5 separate regions of the Sus scrofa genome follow, and regions 1, 3, 4 and 5 are each linked to region 2. A link is a contact called in public HiChIP or PLAC-seq data. All regions are on one chromosome and are shown on one strand. Each heading gives the region's core, a stretch centred on a gene start, on an enhancer-like site or on the middle of the called end of the contact. The rest is flanking DNA. Distances are from core to core; before and after follow the strand shown.

Region 1 (3,361 bases), core at 453-2,952, 640 kb after region 2:
CTACCATCTACCGTCTTCATTTTCCTCCTTGTTTACATAGCTGTGACTATATATTGAAAGGAAAAGTTACACTTTCTTCTCACTAACCTCTGTTGTGGGGAATGTTGAAGTTATCATTCACCTTCAACTTGAAGAGTATGTGACTTTCTCTACCTATTGGCCTTGGCTAATTATGCTACTTAGTATTTACTTCCATGGTAGGTGTGTTGGAAAAAGAGCACCATTCTTTGACTTACTGCTAGAAGAAAATTATGCGGGTTGGCTGCCATTGTGTGAGAGGTCACATGCTGTCCTAAGCACAAAAGAGAAGACATGGGTCTCAGCAGATGGACAGCCTTGGGTCTACTGCTTAATCTTTTTCTGACTCATTTTGTTTCCACTCTAAGATGTGAATAATAATATCCCTAAGATAGGGTTGTCTGGAGGATCAGATGAGGTGCTACGTGACAGCGACTGGCTTATAGGAGCTCTTCCATAAAGTTAAGATGAAACCAAGTAGAGTAGAATTGCAATTCAATATGACCCCTTAAGTTAAAGAAGTTGGCATGAATGTGCAGGATTATGCTTAATTGAGGGAAAATGAGTTCTCTGACAGAAGAAGAGTAAACAACTATTATACAAGAAGGGGGATGACTGCTTTTGCTCAAAATAAATATGAGTGCTCTACAAATATCAGGAGGTATTATGCAAAGAAAGTAAAAATTAGGAATTAGCATAAGCTAAATATTATCTAGTGATACATCATTATCAAAATTCCATAGGCCTGGTTGACAGTTCTTTGTCTCAACACTAATTGTATAACCTTGAGCAAGACCATATAGAACCACAATCTTCTCATGTGCAGAATTTAGATATTTTGAAGAAATGATCTATAAGATCTCATCCAGGTCTAAACCACTCAGACTCAAGCATTTTTAACACAATGTGAAAACTCTTACGGGGGAGTCCCACTGTAGTGTAGTGGGTTAAGAATCTGACTGCAGTGGCTCGGATTGCTGTGGAGGTGTGGGTTTGATCCCTGGCCCAGCACAATGTGTTAAAGAATCTGGTATTGTTGCAGCTGCAGTGTAGGTTGCAGCTTTGGCTTGGATTCAATCCCTGGCCTGGGAACTTCCATATGCCGCAGGTGCAGCCATAAAACAACAACAGCAACAACAAAACACTCTTATGGGAGTTTGTCCTGTGGGATTATGTCCAATATGTCCTTCATCAAAATACCCAGGAAAATAATGTGATGCAGGAGTGGTATTCAGAGACCTGGGTTCTAGTCCTGGCAAATGTCACACACACACACACACACACACACACACACACACACACACACACCCCACTGCATTTATGTGCAATGAACACTGAGAAGTCCTATAGAAGAGCTATCTCAATACCAGCCATGAGGTATCAGAAAGGATATTACTATAAAGGTGGGGGTATGGGGGAAATGCAAATAAATTTTTTCCCTTCCCACTGAAGGCAGAGCCAAAGAAAACACACTTGAATTACATAAGGGAAGTCTTTCCAACTATCTGGGTGTGTAACCCAGAAACAGTTACCAAAGAGAGCTTGGGAAATCGATCTTTAAGAAGAGCAGAGCAAAGGGTTTAAGCAAATGGCTTTATGAAGGTTTTCCAGGTCCACTGGCTCTCAGGCACATCTCCATGTGAGGTTGGCTGTCAGGCACTTCCCGGCTTTGTATCCTGGCCTGGTGCAAGTTCTCTTCACTTTCACTTAGTGTTACTAGGGAGTGTGACTCAGAGCCAGATGGGGTGAGCTGGATTCCTAGTTGCTCAACATTTCATTATAAGCAGTTAGATGACACTGTGTGCGGTGCTAATGTGCCTCACAATGAGTTTTATGAGCTGTTCCTTGCAAGTATTTTGAAGCACATTTGCTGTCTCCTCCCCCCCCTTTTTTTTCAAGATGGAAATGCTGACAATCAGAGAGATAGAGGAGGACAAAATCAAAGATGGCACTGAATCACATAACTTCACAAGCCTGAGCCCTTAACTTGATCTTTGGCTATCCATGTTACCTCATAAGTCCTATTAAGTACTCATAGGAACTTACTTAACAAATAGGAAAAATGGAGCATGAGGGTGTGAAGGGCAGGAAAATGAATACCATCAGAGAATTTCACTATGCATAGCCCAGAGGTAGAAAGAGAATAAAGAAAGGCCAGCCAAATTCTGTAAGTCTCTGATGTCACTGGAATCATTGCAATGGAGGTAAACACGGTCTTCGGCCTGTGCCAGAGGTTGTGACTGGGTGCCAGGGACCAAGGGTAGTATGTCCAGTATGTCCTTCCTTGAAAAACCCAGGAAAATAATGTGATGGAGGAGTGGTATTCAGAGACTTGGGTTCTAGTCTTGGCAATGCCATGAACTTCTATGGACACCTGGGCAAGTCTCTTCCTGACCCTGATCCTTCTCTGTGCTGAGGCAAACCTGAGAGGCTGGGGAGCAGGAGCTGTGGTCAGTTCATTGGTGAATGGCCTCTTTCTTCTCTGGTGGCATTACTGTGGGCTTGTGGATGATTCTGGGGCCATGTGATGTTGTAAGATGAGTCTCACGGCCTCTGGAGGACCAGAAATATTAGATCATCCAGTATTATCAGACCCCAGCCAGCACCACCATGGCATGGCAGTGGGTATTCAACAAGTGTCTGTCACAGGAATACGTTAGGCTCAGCTGTGGGCAACAAAGACTTGAAAATCAGTGGTTTGTATAAGATAGAAATTTATTTCTCTTCCACTGTGTGTCTATGTCCCGATCTCTGGAACCTGTGAATATCTTAGGTTATGTGGCAAAGGGGAATTGAGGAGGCAGTTGAAATCAAAGTCGCTAATAAACTGACCTTAATCATCCTGGATTATTCAGGTAGGTCCTATGCTATCCCCAAAATACTTTATAGTGGAAGAGGAAATCGTAAGAGAGAACCAAAGTGATGGCAGTATGAGAAGGATACGCCTGATATTGCTGCTTTGAAGACAGAATGAGAGGCCATGATCCAAGGAGTGTGGGGAGCTTCTAGAATCTGGAAAAGACTAGGAGGCACAACTACCATACATCCTGCTGACACCTAGATCTTGCCCATTAAGACCCCTGTCAGACTCTGGTCTATAGAATACCATGGTTAAAAAAAAAAAAAGTGTCATTTTAAGCTAGTAACTTTGGAGTGATTTGTCCGAGCAACAATCGGAAACCAAGGCAATCACTTGAAATACATTTGAGGTAGGCAGCTGGGATAGGGAGTTAGTGTCCCACGGATCAGGGACCCAGACTCCTTTTCTCTTGTCACCCTAATGTGAGGACTTCCATTCTTAAGGCCACCTCAGGGAAGAAGATAGCTGCTGGAGCTCCAACCA
Region 2 (3,403 bases), core at 336-2,835:
ACGTGTGGTGGGCTCTCAATCACTAATTGTTGAATGATTAAATAAACATTTTCTTCCTCAAAAATAAGGTATATCCCCCAATTGTGGAGAGCTAGAGGTTAATTTACCTAGTTGGGGCAAATGGATTTTATTTCTTAGTTATTATTTTAAAGCAGACCAAGATAGAAAACATATAGAAGAATAAAAATAAATCATATTATGGTAAAGTGGTCTTTTAAATACTTTAAGCTAAAGAACACACAAGATTTGATTTGGAAAATTCCAGGAAAGCATACTGATGATGATGATGATGATGATGATGATGGCGGTGAAAGCATGCAGAGACTAGCTAAATGTACACCAAACCACTTCCTCTTCTTTGGGGGCACACAGTGGCTACATTTCCAAGCATTCTTTGCAAGTGTAGCCAAATGACTGAGTCCCGGTCAATGGAATATGAGCAGAAAGGAACATTACACCATATTTGCCAGCTGGCCCATAAACATCCCCACTAGGACCTCAGAAGTTCCTCAGTGCTGTGTCTTCCCTCTCCTGCCCAGTGTAGAGAATCTAGCATGGGACCCGTCAACTCTAGTGGATGACGGAGCCAGTGGACCGAATAAGGCAGAGCCCCATCCCCCAGTTGGAAAGCACCTGCCAGATAGCTGATTTTATCACAGAGAAATAAAATCTTGTGTTAAATCACTAAGGTGTGGGGGTTTATTTGTGACAGCAGTCAGTATTATTTGGCCAAACTAATATATAAGGCATGACATTAAGAAAGTTATATTTTTTGAGTTATCTTTCTCCCTAATGTTTGAGGTGAAAGCATAAGGGTAGATTTCAAATCTACTTCTAACTTGGCTTTTCTGTCCAGTTCTACTGCTCCATTTCTCAGTGGTTGTAGATTCCCAGGGATGCAAAAGAACTTAGGGCCATTATGTCCAGCTCCTAGCCAGTGCAGAAAGTAATCCTTGTCATCACAGGTCATCAACAGCCTCAGTCAAGACCTTCATAAGAGAGAAAGTGGGAGGGACCCTTGAGGTGGCTCTTTTCACCTTATATTCATTGTTACAAAATCCTTTATTTATGCTGAACCCCCAAATATCCTCTATGGCTTATTCCAATGACTTATTCTTTTAGCACTTAAAGAAATGGGTTTTAAAAACTATGTGTTCCTCCTTATCTTCTAATATAAATCCAGTAAAACATAAATTGGGAGGAGGATAGAGTGGTGGGAGACAACCACAGCCGCTTGAACTACAGGTGCAGAATATGCCAGAAAGTTTGAGAAAAGAAGTCTAAATTCACTTGTTACACTGGTGATCCTGGGGAACTAGGGAGTTATCTTCCTTAGAAATGAGCCATTAAAATAATGTCAGACTTCTATATGATATTTGATTATTAAATAATCTGAAGTAACGTACTTTCACCATCAGTACAATGGAAAAAAGAGACTTGAATCTTTTATCTTTATAATCTCTTCCTTCTAGATTTCTAAATAACAGAAGACTTCTCTGTGCCTCTGACTGCTATCTGCTAGCCCCTCTGAAGCTAACGGCCACCACAGCCAGGCTCGCTGTGATGTGGACAGTGCCCACCAGAGGGACTAGAGGCACACTCACAGTTCACAGCCCGGGTTCCTCCCCTCTTCAGAGCTTCAAGATTGCTGTGGCTTCCACTCTTTATAAAATTCTTCCCTCACTCCAAAAAGTGAGGAAGTTTTCAACTAAATGTAGCTTCATCTTTATCTTACTCTATCCACAGAGCTAAACTTGAATGTGGTGCCTCATGTATCCCAAAAGTCTTATTAGCAGAGTAGGGGACTCAGCGGAGGAACCCACTTTGATTTTACCTGATTTCTGATTTCAACGCACATTATGAGTGAGTGGGGAAGAGGAGGTACAGGTTCATCTAATCCATTCTTATTTGCTTTCTGCTATTTCTCCTCTGCCTCAGGGTCAGCAGGGTAAGTTTATTTACTCCTAGAAGAAATCTGTACATTTTTAGATGGTTTCCACTGCACTGCACTGTGTCATTGGGAGCCCTTCAGAAGAAGAGGGAACAAATAATTCTAAATTTCTGCCAGTGCAAATCTGAATTCTTAAGACTTTTAATAAGAGGTTTACTGAAACCCTAAACAGAAAGGTAGGATTTGCAGCCCTGCTTCAAAACTGGTAATGCCTGGCACAATCAGAGGTGGAGTCAGTGAGCCTGCATTAGGTGGGAGGAAAAAGGGTTATTATGGTGCCACTCCCTAAACCCATAAACATTGACTGACATGCCGAACCAATCCGACCAGAGCAGAAACTAGGAAAGATGGAAAACAAGTCTCAGAGTGAGAAAGATTCCAAGTATAGTATGATTCCAAAACTGTTTAACGATCTTGAAGGACATTAAACTGTCCATTCCTATCTTGTCCTAAAAACTCTGAACTTATGCCCAATCAGGCTGCACAGTGCTTGGGCTGAGGGGACAGAACAAGGGGATGGAGGCAGTGGGAAGGGAATCTAGCACAGGAGCAAGAGCAGGGTGTTCAGGCTCAGAAGATGTGGGGTTTGTATTGTCTAGAGCTCATTCACTCAGTGCGCACTGATAAAGCATCTTCTACATGTCAGGCACCAGGTTGTGGCAGGGGCTATAACAGAGTCTTCAATATATCGGAGGACAGAAACTTTCCCTGGCCTCAAAGAGTGGGGATGCAGACAAACCCAAAACCAGACTAAAAAGTAATGGGTGCTAGGAAGGGACAGCAAATCCCTATGAACTGTACACACCAGTAACACAAAACAGTCTTGAGAGGCCAGAGAGTCTCCACAGAGGAAGTGAAAAGACAACTGAGATCTGACAGATGGGAAAGTACTCTAGGCAGAGAAAGACTATGTGCCGAGGGCTGTGAGTGGACCAACCACAGTTAGACTGGAAAAGAGCAAGTGGCCCAATGTGATTAGAGTGGAGACAGAAGGAATGAGGCTGGAGATGCACAAAAGGTCTGTATTTGCTCAGCCACCATCAGGCACTCACTTATTCAACACAAGCTAACCTGCTGAAGGCCAGGGACAAAAGGTCCCACAGACGAGGGCACATTAAAATACATTAAGTTTTTCATTTATACACAGAATAACTAGAGACAGGGAGCACTGGGAAGAGGAACCCACTGAAGGGTTTGAATAGGGGAGCAACACGATTAGCTATGATTTTCAGAAAAATCATTCTACTGTTAAGAAGATATTCTGGAGTAGGAGGCAAATGTGAGTCTAGGTGGCAAAAGGGCCAGAGGGAGGTAGAAGTGGCCAAGCACTCCTTTGTCTCAGATGTAGGGCCTTTATTTGCAGAAAAAGGCACTTGTTGAGAAGTGACTGGGGGCCTCTGGAGCAGCTCACTCTGAGGCCTGTGCCCCAGGACTGCTGACACGTCACAAGGT
Region 3 (3,009 bases), core at 423-2,922, 560 kb after region 2:
AAAATTACAAATCAACTACTGCTGTCAAAACTAAGGAGAACTCATTTCAGAAACTGAGACTAGGCAAGTGGCCTGGTTTTTGGGATATTAAGTATATTGATATGATATATTTTATCTAAATAAACAAATATTAAGAAGACTATTATACCAGTTATATCACAGTATTATAATTAATGGCACATATTAAGTATTTGTGGATAATAACCCTGGGCATTTTCATGGCTGTGTTAGTGACAAGCATAGTCTCTCCATTGGCTCAGGTTATTTCCACCTGCCAAAGTGACTTCCTGAACTGCAAAGGCAGACTGCTAGAAACTACATTCCCCACACTTTCTTGAAAGTAATAAATTAGATTCCATCAATAAGATGTATCTGTAGGACTCTTAGAAGTTGGAAGCAAAGTTTAAGTCCTACTTCAACTGGCAAACAATACCTTGGAATCAAGAGTGAAAACACTGCTCCATTTGGCAATCCAATGCCCGCCACCAACTTTGAGGATACTGAGAAAAGTGTCAGAGTCCTTGGCAGGGGATTCCTAACCCCACCTTCCTTATCCCTGGATTGTAGCTATGAAATATATTCTTAAACACAATTGCTATAGGTGTAGCCTCCTGGTTCCCACTGCTCCAGCCTTTCCAACAATTTTGTTAGCATCTCTTTCTCTGAATTAATCCCTTTCCATTTAAATTATGTGGAATGCCTTTCTAGCACTTAAGCCTGATACATGAAAGAGGGGGGAAAATATAGATCCATTAACTGATCATCCATTCATCTATTTCTGATCTGTTCGAGTAAGACCTATGACTGTCCATACCCAAGACCTAGTCCCTTGCCTCTATTAAGGGGAGAAAAATATCTTACTTTGTTGTAATGAGCCAAACAGACCTCAGGGACATAAGTAGCAGGTGTCAGAAACTAGTTTATGATCAACAGAAACTCTAATTCCTGTAAAATGAAGCATGGTTTTAGCATAATTACTGACTCGCCTGAGAATTCTTCGGCTTGACCTTTTTGTTTTCCAGATTTGCCACTGAATACTTCAGTACCTCAAAGGCATATCAGCAGCACACCTAGCCCATCTGCTCTGTGCAGCCCCACAGAGGAGGCCTTCAGAAATGTCTGTTCCTGTCCTTGTTTCCTTATTTGTAAAATAGGGATAGCAACAGTACCTTCCTTGTAGGTTTGTTTATAGAATTAGGTGGATCACTGTGAAAAAAGCAGCTTCAACAGCGACTGGCACACAATAATTGCTTACTATGTCTGGCCTAGTGCATAACCTAGAAGCATTCTTAGGGCACAGGTCTAAGTCCTATTTTACAAATAAGGAAACAGTCTCAGATTCTATAACCCTCCCAAGGTCAGATGGCTGGTGAGCAAGGGGTGGAGGCAGAATCCAAATCCAGCCCCATGACCTCCCACCAAATCTGAAGCTCTCTGCACCTCTGCATCCTGCTTGCTAATATGCACACCTAATGGAAAAAAGGTATTAAACAGGAAGAGGAAAAACAGCCCAGACATAACGGGGCTGTACCTTGGGAACTCTGGGCATCACAGGATGATGATAAGGCCAATGTCATAAGCCCTGCCCTTCAGCACAGTCAGCTCCTATGGGTAAAATTAGCACAGCTCTGCTCCAGTGCTGCCTGGAGCCCCGAGGCAAAGCTCACCCCAGGCACAGCATGACCTCACCTGACCCTCACTCCCAGGAAGGGACCCTCATGTACCTCATTAGGGCCTAAGATGACTCATTTTGCTCTTTCAGACTCTGGCTGCTGAGGTCACCTCTTTGCTCTCCAGAAAGGCAACTCCAAAGGAGAAGTAAAGATAAAAATGCAAGCAACTCTTGTGTATTCCTTTCCTCCAGGGCCGCTCAGGAGCAAGGATGCTCATGAGCTGCCAGGCCAGCTGTGTACTGGGGGAAGGAAGCTATGATGAGGTATACAAGCCAGCTGGGGACCAAAGACAGACACTAGACCAGATGCACTCCTGAGATCACTCTCCTTATGCATTCTTCACTTTTGCGTGCTGTAGAACATAGCACCCTGATGATGGCCACCAGGTCTCCTCTGTATCCTCACAACCCAATGCCATCAGACTCAAGGGCAGAGCTCAAATGCCACCTCTCCTGGGACTTTCCCTGCTCCTAACCCTACCTAGCTAGAATTTTCATCACAACTTCCACAATGCCTTATCTCTATCCTTTTCTATTTGGCACTTATTTGTTCAACAAATATCTCTTGCACACGTACTTTGTACTTAAAGATACAGAAATAAAAGGAATAACAATTGCCCTCAAGGAAGGGCAACTAACTTCAATAAATAATCAAATATGAAGGAAGTGGAGATATCAGGGGTCAGAGGTGCTTCCAAGCAGAGGTGACAGCAAAGCAAAGTCTTAAAAGGCACAGAGGAGCTACCCTGATGAGGTAGGAGAGGAGTGATGTTTTTTTTTTTTTTTTTTTTTTTTTTTTTTTTTTTTGTCTTTTGTCTTTTTGTTGTTGTTGTTGTTGTTGTTGCTCTTTCTTGGGCCGCTCCTGCGGCATATGGAGGTTCCCAGGCTAGGGGTCGAATTGGAGCTGTAGCCTCCGGCCTACGCCAGAGCCACAGCAATGCGGGATCCGAGCCGCGTCTGCAACCTACACCACAGCTCACGGCAACGCCGGATCGTTAACCCACTGAGCAAGGGCAGGGACCGAACCCGCAACCTCATGGTTCCTAGTCGGATTCATTAACCACTGCGCCACGACAGGAACTCCGGAGTGATGTTTTGACAAGGTAACAGTGCGTGTTAAGTCATGGAGGCTACAGAGAACCCCATGTGTGTTCCTGGAGCACAGGATCTGTTTAGAGATTAGTGAGACAACGATGAAAAGAGGCAGGGGCCAAATTCCTAAGTCTTCTATTTTATAAAAAGGGTTTTGGATATTGCCCTGAATGAGGAAATCATTGAAAGATTTTTAAAACAGAGATATGGCATGAATAGATTTGCATTTTTGGAAAATCACTCAA
Region 4 (3,453 bases), core at 821-3,320, 750 kb after region 2:
GAGCTCTCCTTGGGGGGCGCTGTGGGTTGGCAGCAGCACTGGCTCATGTTTTACTCCATCATGTTTGGCTGATGGCAAGTGCCAAACTTCAGTTCACACGCATGCCAGGAAGGTACTGCCTCAGAGTGTTGGCACTTGCTGTTTTTTTTGCTGACATTCCCCCAGCCTGAACATCATTTGTCCCCGTGGCTTAATTGTTTACCTCCTCAGGTCTTGACTCAAACATCACGTTTCAATGAGATGGTCACCGAACAACATAGGTAAAATCATATCACAGCCCCCCCAATGCTTCTTAACCTTCATTTTCTTTATTTTTCAAGGCATGTATAACTCTCTAACATACTCTGTATTTTACTTTTATCTCAGTCTCTGTCCGAGTGCCTCAATTAGAATGGAAGCTTTAGGAAGGCAGGACTTTTGTCCATTTTGGTCACTATTGAATGTGCCTAGAAGAGAGCGTGGCATGTAGTGGGCAGTCCATAATGCATCATGGGGATGAGGGAGTGAATGAAATTCTTCTGGTGCTAGGAAGACATCTGTATATATAATATATATATTAAATTAAATACAGGATTGGGAGTTCCTGTGGTGGCACAGCAAAAAAGAATCCAACTAGGAATCATGAGGTTGCGGGTTTGATCCCTGGCCTTGCTCAGTGGGTTAAGAATCCAGTGTTGTTATAAGCTGTAGTGTAGGCTGCAGACACGGCTCAGATGTGGTGTTGCTGTGGCTCTGGCGTAGGCTGGTGGCTACAGCTCCGATTGGACCCCTAGCCTGGGAACCTCTATATGCCGCAATGTGGCGCTAAAAGGACAAAAGACACACACACAAAAATTAAAATAAAATAAAAAAAATAAATTAAGTATAGTATTAATTAATTTAATACTTGTAAAATATATTTAAAATGAACAGTTAATTGATATAATTAATTAAAAGTCTGTGATCTTGAAAAGAACCTTGAATTGACAGAGAAAGACAAATACAGTATGATATCACTTATATGTGGAATCTAAAAAATAAAACAAACGAGTGAATATAACAAAAAAGAATCAGATTCACAGATACAGAGAACAAACTAGTGGTTACCAGTGGCGAGAGGGGTCAGGGGGAGGAAATTAAGAAGTACAAACTATTAGATATAAAATAAGTTACACAGATATATATCGTACAACATGGGGGAATATAGCCAATGTTTATAATAACTATAAATGGAGCATAGCCTTAAATTTTTTTAAAAAAGAAACTCTGAATGGAGTTTGAGGAGTTGGTATCAATTCTGGCATCTTTAAAACAGATCTGCCGGGGAAGAAGCATTCCATCTCCCTGCCTGCGCATCTGCCCTTGTGAAATAGGTATAATGTCCCCTTTGCACCTTATAGGATTATCACGAGAGTCAAACAAAATATTGCACAGGGGTGTGTAAAAACTAAAAGGCAAATCGCACACACACTCAAACCCCAGCAGGAATAAAATACTGTTATATTAATGTTTAGTTATCACATAATGAAAGAATTTGAACGTGATCTTCCTTAACCAACAGTGATAGAAACTCATAACATGACAAGAGAGCTGGGTGTCCTGTAGGACTTAATTTTCATGTGCTACCGTGAGGCTGTCTGAGGAACTTATCTTATGAAACCCGAGTGTTACTTGGGAGCTTATCAGGAGTGTTTCATGAGGGGAAAAGAGAACAGAGCCTAGCCGTGTCATGGAATATTCCTTCCTTTCTTCCATTGCCCCCAGCCCGGTGCTGTTGCCTTTCTTGCTGTGTATTATTGACAGAGGAAATGCTGATTCATGGGTCTGAGTTACAGGAAACCTTGTTTCCTGGTGAAGAAACAAGCCTGGTGGTGCTGCCAGCCTCCTTCTCCGCCAGTTTCTGCCACAGGCCCTTCTCCCGGGGCCTGACTGACAAGGGGTAGAGCCAACTCGAGCTTAACCAGTGAAGTCACTTTCCCTTGGAATTGAGTTTAACACTCTGTTTCTCCAGACCCTTCAGCTCTGACTCCATGATACCTTTCCAGCTGGGTTCCCTCCCCGCCCCTCTTGCATCCTGAGCTGCAGCCACACATGACCACTCCCAGTCCTTTGTGAATGTCTTATATTTTCCAGTCTCAATGCTTTGGCTCACGATGTGCCCCAGCCTGGAATGGCCCCTGACCCAGTGTCGGTTCATTGAAATCCTACCCATGCTGCAGTTCTGCTCAGCAGCTACCTGCTATGTGAAGCCTGCTGGGTTTCCTTCTCTTTGTTTTTCTTCTTTTTAGTAGGGCTATTTCCAAATATGCACATAAGTGGACAAGCTGTATGGTGAAATTCTGGGTGCCCATCGCCCAGCTTCAGCAATGACCTGATTTCTTTGAAATAACACTTGATCCCTCCTTTTTTTGAACTTGTCTAGTAGCTCTTATGTTCTGTGCTTAATCCATGCTTCTGAACTGAGTTTGAAGAAGGTGAATTGAAGGATTTAGAATGCTCTGTTTACCCACCTGCCACAATGGGGAACCTGAAGCCCAGAGGAGGGAGGGGAGTTGCTCAATGTCCTAAGACAGGGAGTGGCAAGCTGAGATCAGAGTCTTCTGAAGGGCCTCGCGGTCTAAGTGGAAGATGCGGATAGTATTCTCATCACAAGTACATGCTCCTGGATCTCAAGCACTGCAGGAGTTCAGGTTAAGTGATTAGTAAGTGTGTGTTGAATGAATATATTAATCTTCTATCCAATTGATTAATACGATGACCTCTTAGGCTTTGCACAGAGCAGCCCCCTGGTCCTCTCTGTGCTGTAATCTGATATTAACATGCCAAAGATATGCATTGGAGATATCTGACTTAAATGGAGAGAAAAGCCATGTAAATTCTAAAGAACACTAAGAGTTGGTGAAAAGTGTATGTTGATAAATATTTTAAAATAAGTTCTGGGAGTTCCCGTCGTGGCTCAGTGGTTAATGAACCCCACTAATATACATGAGGACTCGGGTCTGATCCCTGGCCTCACTCAGGTGGGTTAAGGATCTGGCGTTGCTGTGGCTGTGGTATAGGTTGGTAGCTGCAGCTCCAATTCGACCCCTAGCCTGGGAACCTCCATATGTTGTGGGTGTGGCCTTAAAAAGACAAAAATAAATAAAATAAGTTCCGAGGTATTATTACATGGATTAGAATTCTGTAGCGGAAGAGCTGAAATGATCCTGAGTTAATCTGCACTAGAAAGTAGGAGAGAAATGGCCCTGAATTTTTTTTCTTAAATTCTGTGGTTTGGAGTACTTGTGCATTTGGTAATTTGGGAGGAAGGCAAGAAGAAAAAGTGTGGAAAGAGAGGGCAAAAACTAAAGAGCTGGTGGGGAAATAATGGCAGTTCTTCATCTTGATCCAGATGAGGCTCAAATCTAGGTTTTGGAAGGACAGCAAGAGGTCATCTGGATGTCCAGTCTGAGACACCCTGACTTTACTATGTCA
Region 5 (3,282 bases), core at 1-2,500, 800 kb after region 2:
GTGGGTTTTTTGTTTTTTGTTTTTTGTCTTTTGTCTATTTAGGGCTGTACCTGTGGCATATGGAGGTTCCCAGGCTAAGGGTTGAATCAGATCTGTTGCTGCTGGCCTATGCCACAGCCACAGCAATGTGGGATCTGAGCTGCACCTGTGACCTACACCCAGCTCATGGGAATGCTGGATCCTTAACCCACTGAGCAAGGCCAGGGATAAAACCCTCATCCTCATGGATATAGTCGAGTTCGTTAAGCACTGAGCCATGACGGGAACTCCAAGGCCCAAAGTTTTAAAAAGTGCAGAGGACATTGTAGGAAATTCAGTGAGACACGCCAGTCAGAAGCAGTGTAACTAATGTTGAAGGAACGCTTTTGAGTCCCACTGGGAAGGGCCTTTAAAGACCAGCCAAGTCACTGGAAGTTTATCCTGTAGGCAGGAGGAGTGTCTGAAGCTTTGTGAATGCAGGAGGTGTCGGAGAAAAATGGTGATCCAGGAAGCTCCTTTTAGCCAACTATGCAGGATGGAGAATAAGGAGAGTAGTTGGGAGAAGAAAGATCACAAGGAGCAAAGGACTCAGAGTCAGGAGGATGACTATGCTGCTCTCTTTGTAAATGTAGTCAGTCCTGCTCAGATACCTACATAACTATATAGGGTTGTCTCTGCTCTAACATAAACAGCTGCCTTGACAGCCCCTCTGGGAGGTCCTAGACACCACATTTGATGAGGTTAAAATGCTTTGTGCATGATACAGCTGCAGAACAAATGGGGGATAATGACCCAGAATGCGGTGGAAGCATGAGTCGGTTGGTGGCCCTGGGGTTGAGCAGTTGGGTGTTGAGTGAGAGGCAAGTCTCCATTTAGGGGGTATCTTCCCTCTGGAGGGATTTCCTTTTCCCTCCTTGGCATGTCCTGTGTCACCTGGTACAGACTGGGGGCTAGCAAAAGTTGGGGGCGTGTCGAGTTAGTTGTCAAGAGCTGAAGACCAAAAGTCCCCCGGGTCCCTAGTAACTTCCTCAAGGGAAAGAAGAAAAAATACACAGCCAGCTTTTCAATCGCAAGCTTGAAATAAAAATAAACCGTCAGGTTACTGTTTCGCAGAGTTGCCGAGTAATACTGGAGGGCAAGGAAGAGTCAGTTTGCACAAGGTGGTTGCTCAATGGAAAGGTCTTGCCAGCGGAGCTGTCCCGGAAGGTCCGAGCAGAAGTCAGCACGGCTGCTCTCGGAGCTGCTCATTGGAAGCCAGGCCTTGACCTCATAGAAAAGAGGGCTAGCACGAACGAGTGGGATGAAAAACTGCTGAAAAGTGACTGGGTTAGGAGGTGGGAGAGAACTTACTGGGCTTTCAGCCAGCCCTGGACTTCTAGTGGAAGCATTTCACAATCTCCTCCTTTCTCTGTGGGTTATGTCCTTGAATTGAACAGCCAGTGGGGGCTTCTTGGGTGAGTGGAAAGTGCACTGGACTGGGGGGGCCAGATCTCTGCATTCGGCTGTCCAGTGGTGTGACCCTCCCTCGCTGGGCCAGAGTTAGACTAACCTGCATGATCTCAGGGGCTCCCTTCAAATCTAGACTCCTGGGAGGTACAGGACTGGCCAGCCTGTCTCTTCAGATTGGAATTCAGAGGGGACAGCCACTGTGAGTGAACTGACCTACAGCCTAGAGCCGCTGAGTTCTGAGGCCAGGCTTTAGCTCTGGCCAAAATAGCAACACAGGGAAAGTTTCAAACGAGGTAAAGCTTGGGGCAGAAGAGTTTGCCTGCCGACCAAGGCTTGCAATTTGGATGAATCAGAAAGCTGGGATGACCTCTGAGTTCACCCACAGCAAGCTGTGGAGCTCCGTGTATCTAGGATTTCCCTAATCAATTCCATGTACGAGGGCAGCATCTTCCCTTTGAGCTTGGAAGAATATAAGCCAAAGATCATTTCTCTCCCACTCTCATTTGCCTTCCCCAAGTCTCAGAAAATAGGACCTCTTCCCTTCCCATTCTCCCACTTCCTGAGCAGATTGCCAGTGGTAAATGCAGCACTTTCTTTTTCCTACTCACTTCCCCTGTTCTTTCTGGTCACCAGGAATAGCACTAGTCCAGGCTTTGGGAAGTAGGATAATAGGGCATGAGGGCAAAGTTCACTGAGCTGTCCTATTGGTCCCTTTGGCTGCCCAGGCTGTGCTGTGTATCCACGTAGGCAGAATCCAAGGGTGAGTTGCTCTGTCTCAATTCTGGAGAGACCAGTTATTCCCAAGCAGCTCAGGCTCACCATCGACTTTCTTTGGCCCTCCATCCAGAGGAACACTGAATAAAAGAAATCTTTACGGTGTACCTGTGATTCATTTTTAGATGAGTCAAAGTATTCAGAGGTAGATCAGTTTCTGCTTCCAAGGAAGGAGACAGATTAAGTGGGAAAATCACGCTAAAACTATGCATAAGACGAGGATAGCCAGAGTACAGGGAGATTTCAAAAGAAGTAGAACTAGTTGTTGTTTGGGAGGTTACAGAAGGCTGTGTGGAAGGAAAGACTTAAGATAGACCAAATGCTGACAACATTATGATTATGGTTATTATGATAGCTAACTTTTGTTTCAGTTCTTACTATGTTCTAGGTACTGTGCTAAGCCCTTGTATATTATCTTAGTTTCCCTTCATGAAAGCCCTTCCTGTTTAGATAGCATCATTTTGTAGATGAAGAATATGAGGCTTAGAGAGGTTAAGTAACTTTCCCAAGGCCACCCAGCTGCTAAATGACTAGAGCCCATGGTTTTCCCAGAGGTATATGGTTAGGAGGTATTCCTAGTGGGAGATAAAGAATGACAGCTTGGAGGGAGAACACACAGCATAATTTGATGTAGAGCTAGGAGTGGGTGAGGACCAGTGGGACTAGAGGGCCAGTGGGGAGTTTGACCTTGTTCTGGAAGCTACAGGAAGACTTAGGAGTATTTGAGCAGGACATGGCATGATGAGAAGCTGGCTCTTGGAGTATTAATTTGGCAGGAGAGCAGGAGAACCACAAGAGGACTGAATATGAGGGGGCTGAGCCCAGAGAGGAGGGTGTAAACAGAGAGTGAGGAGGGCCTGAGTTAGGATGGCTGGGCTGGGGGGGAAGGAGAGGAGCAACCTGAGTCGGAGTGCCCTGCCCTCTGCGTTAACAGCAGAGCACAGAGAAGTGAGGACCGCCTCACTCTGGTGAGGACCCACAGCTGTCAGGAGAGCTCTCCTGTCACTTGAGTCTTATGTTGGGCACCAGTGAGGTAGCTGGCACTCTTTTCTCATCTGTAGTGAGCTGCGCCTCTTCTGA

What was found. HiChIP or PLAC-seq counts read pairs in DNA pulled down with a chosen protein or histone mark.
Region 1: an H3K27ac HiChIP or PLAC-seq map of alveolar macrophages shows a contact between it and region 2, with 5 times the contacts expected there. The contact joins two enhancer-like sites. A contact is called at or near these places in 2 of 2 datasets of contacts at active chromatin or transcription factors (alveolar macrophages and skeletal muscle).
Region 3: an H3K27ac HiChIP or PLAC-seq map of alveolar macrophages shows a contact between it and region 2. The contact joins two enhancer-like sites. A contact is called at or near these places in 2 of 2 datasets of contacts at active chromatin or transcription factors (alveolar macrophages and skeletal muscle).
Region 4: an H3K27ac HiChIP or PLAC-seq map of alveolar macrophages shows a contact between it and region 2. The contact joins two enhancer-like sites. A contact is called at or near these places in 2 of 2 datasets of contacts at active chromatin or transcription factors (alveolar macrophages and skeletal muscle).
Region 5: a contact with region 2 is called in an H3K27ac HiChIP or PLAC-seq map of alveolar macrophages. The contact joins two enhancer-like sites. A contact is called at or near these places in 2 of 2 datasets of contacts at active chromatin or transcription factors (alveolar macrophages and skeletal muscle).

What each region holds. Positions count from the first base shown.
Region 1 is chr13:125,743,197-125,746,557 of Sscrofa11.1, reverse strand. No RefSeq gene overlaps it. Among named protein-coding and RNA genes, the nearest start is that of LPP, 37 kb to the left of the region's middle. Within about 2 kb of position 1,702, at least 11 of the 83 cell types and tissues checked have an H3K27ac peak or open chromatin away from gene starts, as enhancers often do. A contact at or near this core is called in alveolar macrophages, where this site is marked.
Region 2 is chr13:126,385,418-126,388,820 of Sscrofa11.1, reverse strand. The region is part of intron 8 of LPP (lipoma-preferred partner); the gene reads right to left. Among named protein-coding and RNA genes, the nearest start is that of MIR28, 100 kb to the right of the region's middle. Within about 2 kb of position 1,585, at least 5 of the 83 cell types and tissues checked have an H3K27ac peak or open chromatin away from gene starts, as enhancers often do. A contact at or near this core is called in alveolar macrophages and skeletal muscle, where this site is marked.
Region 3 is chr13:125,829,549-125,832,557 of Sscrofa11.1, reverse strand. The region is part of intron 1 of LPP (lipoma-preferred partner); the gene reads right to left. Among named protein-coding and RNA genes, the nearest start is that of LPP, 49 kb to the right of the region's middle. Within about 2 kb of position 1,672, at least 11 of the 83 cell types and tissues checked have an H3K27ac peak or open chromatin away from gene starts, as enhancers often do. A contact at or near this core is called in alveolar macrophages and skeletal muscle, where this site is marked.
Region 4 is chr13:125,639,813-125,643,265 of Sscrofa11.1, reverse strand. No RefSeq gene overlaps it. Among named protein-coding and RNA genes, the nearest start is that of LPP, 140 kb to the left of the region's middle. Within about 2 kb of position 2,070, at least 20 of the 83 cell types and tissues checked have an H3K27ac peak or open chromatin away from gene starts, as enhancers often do. A contact at or near this core is called in alveolar macrophages and skeletal muscle, where this site is marked.
Region 5 is chr13:125,585,574-125,588,855 of Sscrofa11.1, reverse strand. No RefSeq gene overlaps it. Among named protein-coding and RNA genes, the nearest start is that of LPP, 200 kb to the left of the region's middle. Within about 2 kb of position 1,250, at least 22 of the 83 cell types and tissues checked have an H3K27ac peak or open chromatin away from gene starts, as enhancers often do. A contact at or near this core is called in alveolar macrophages and skeletal muscle, where this site is marked.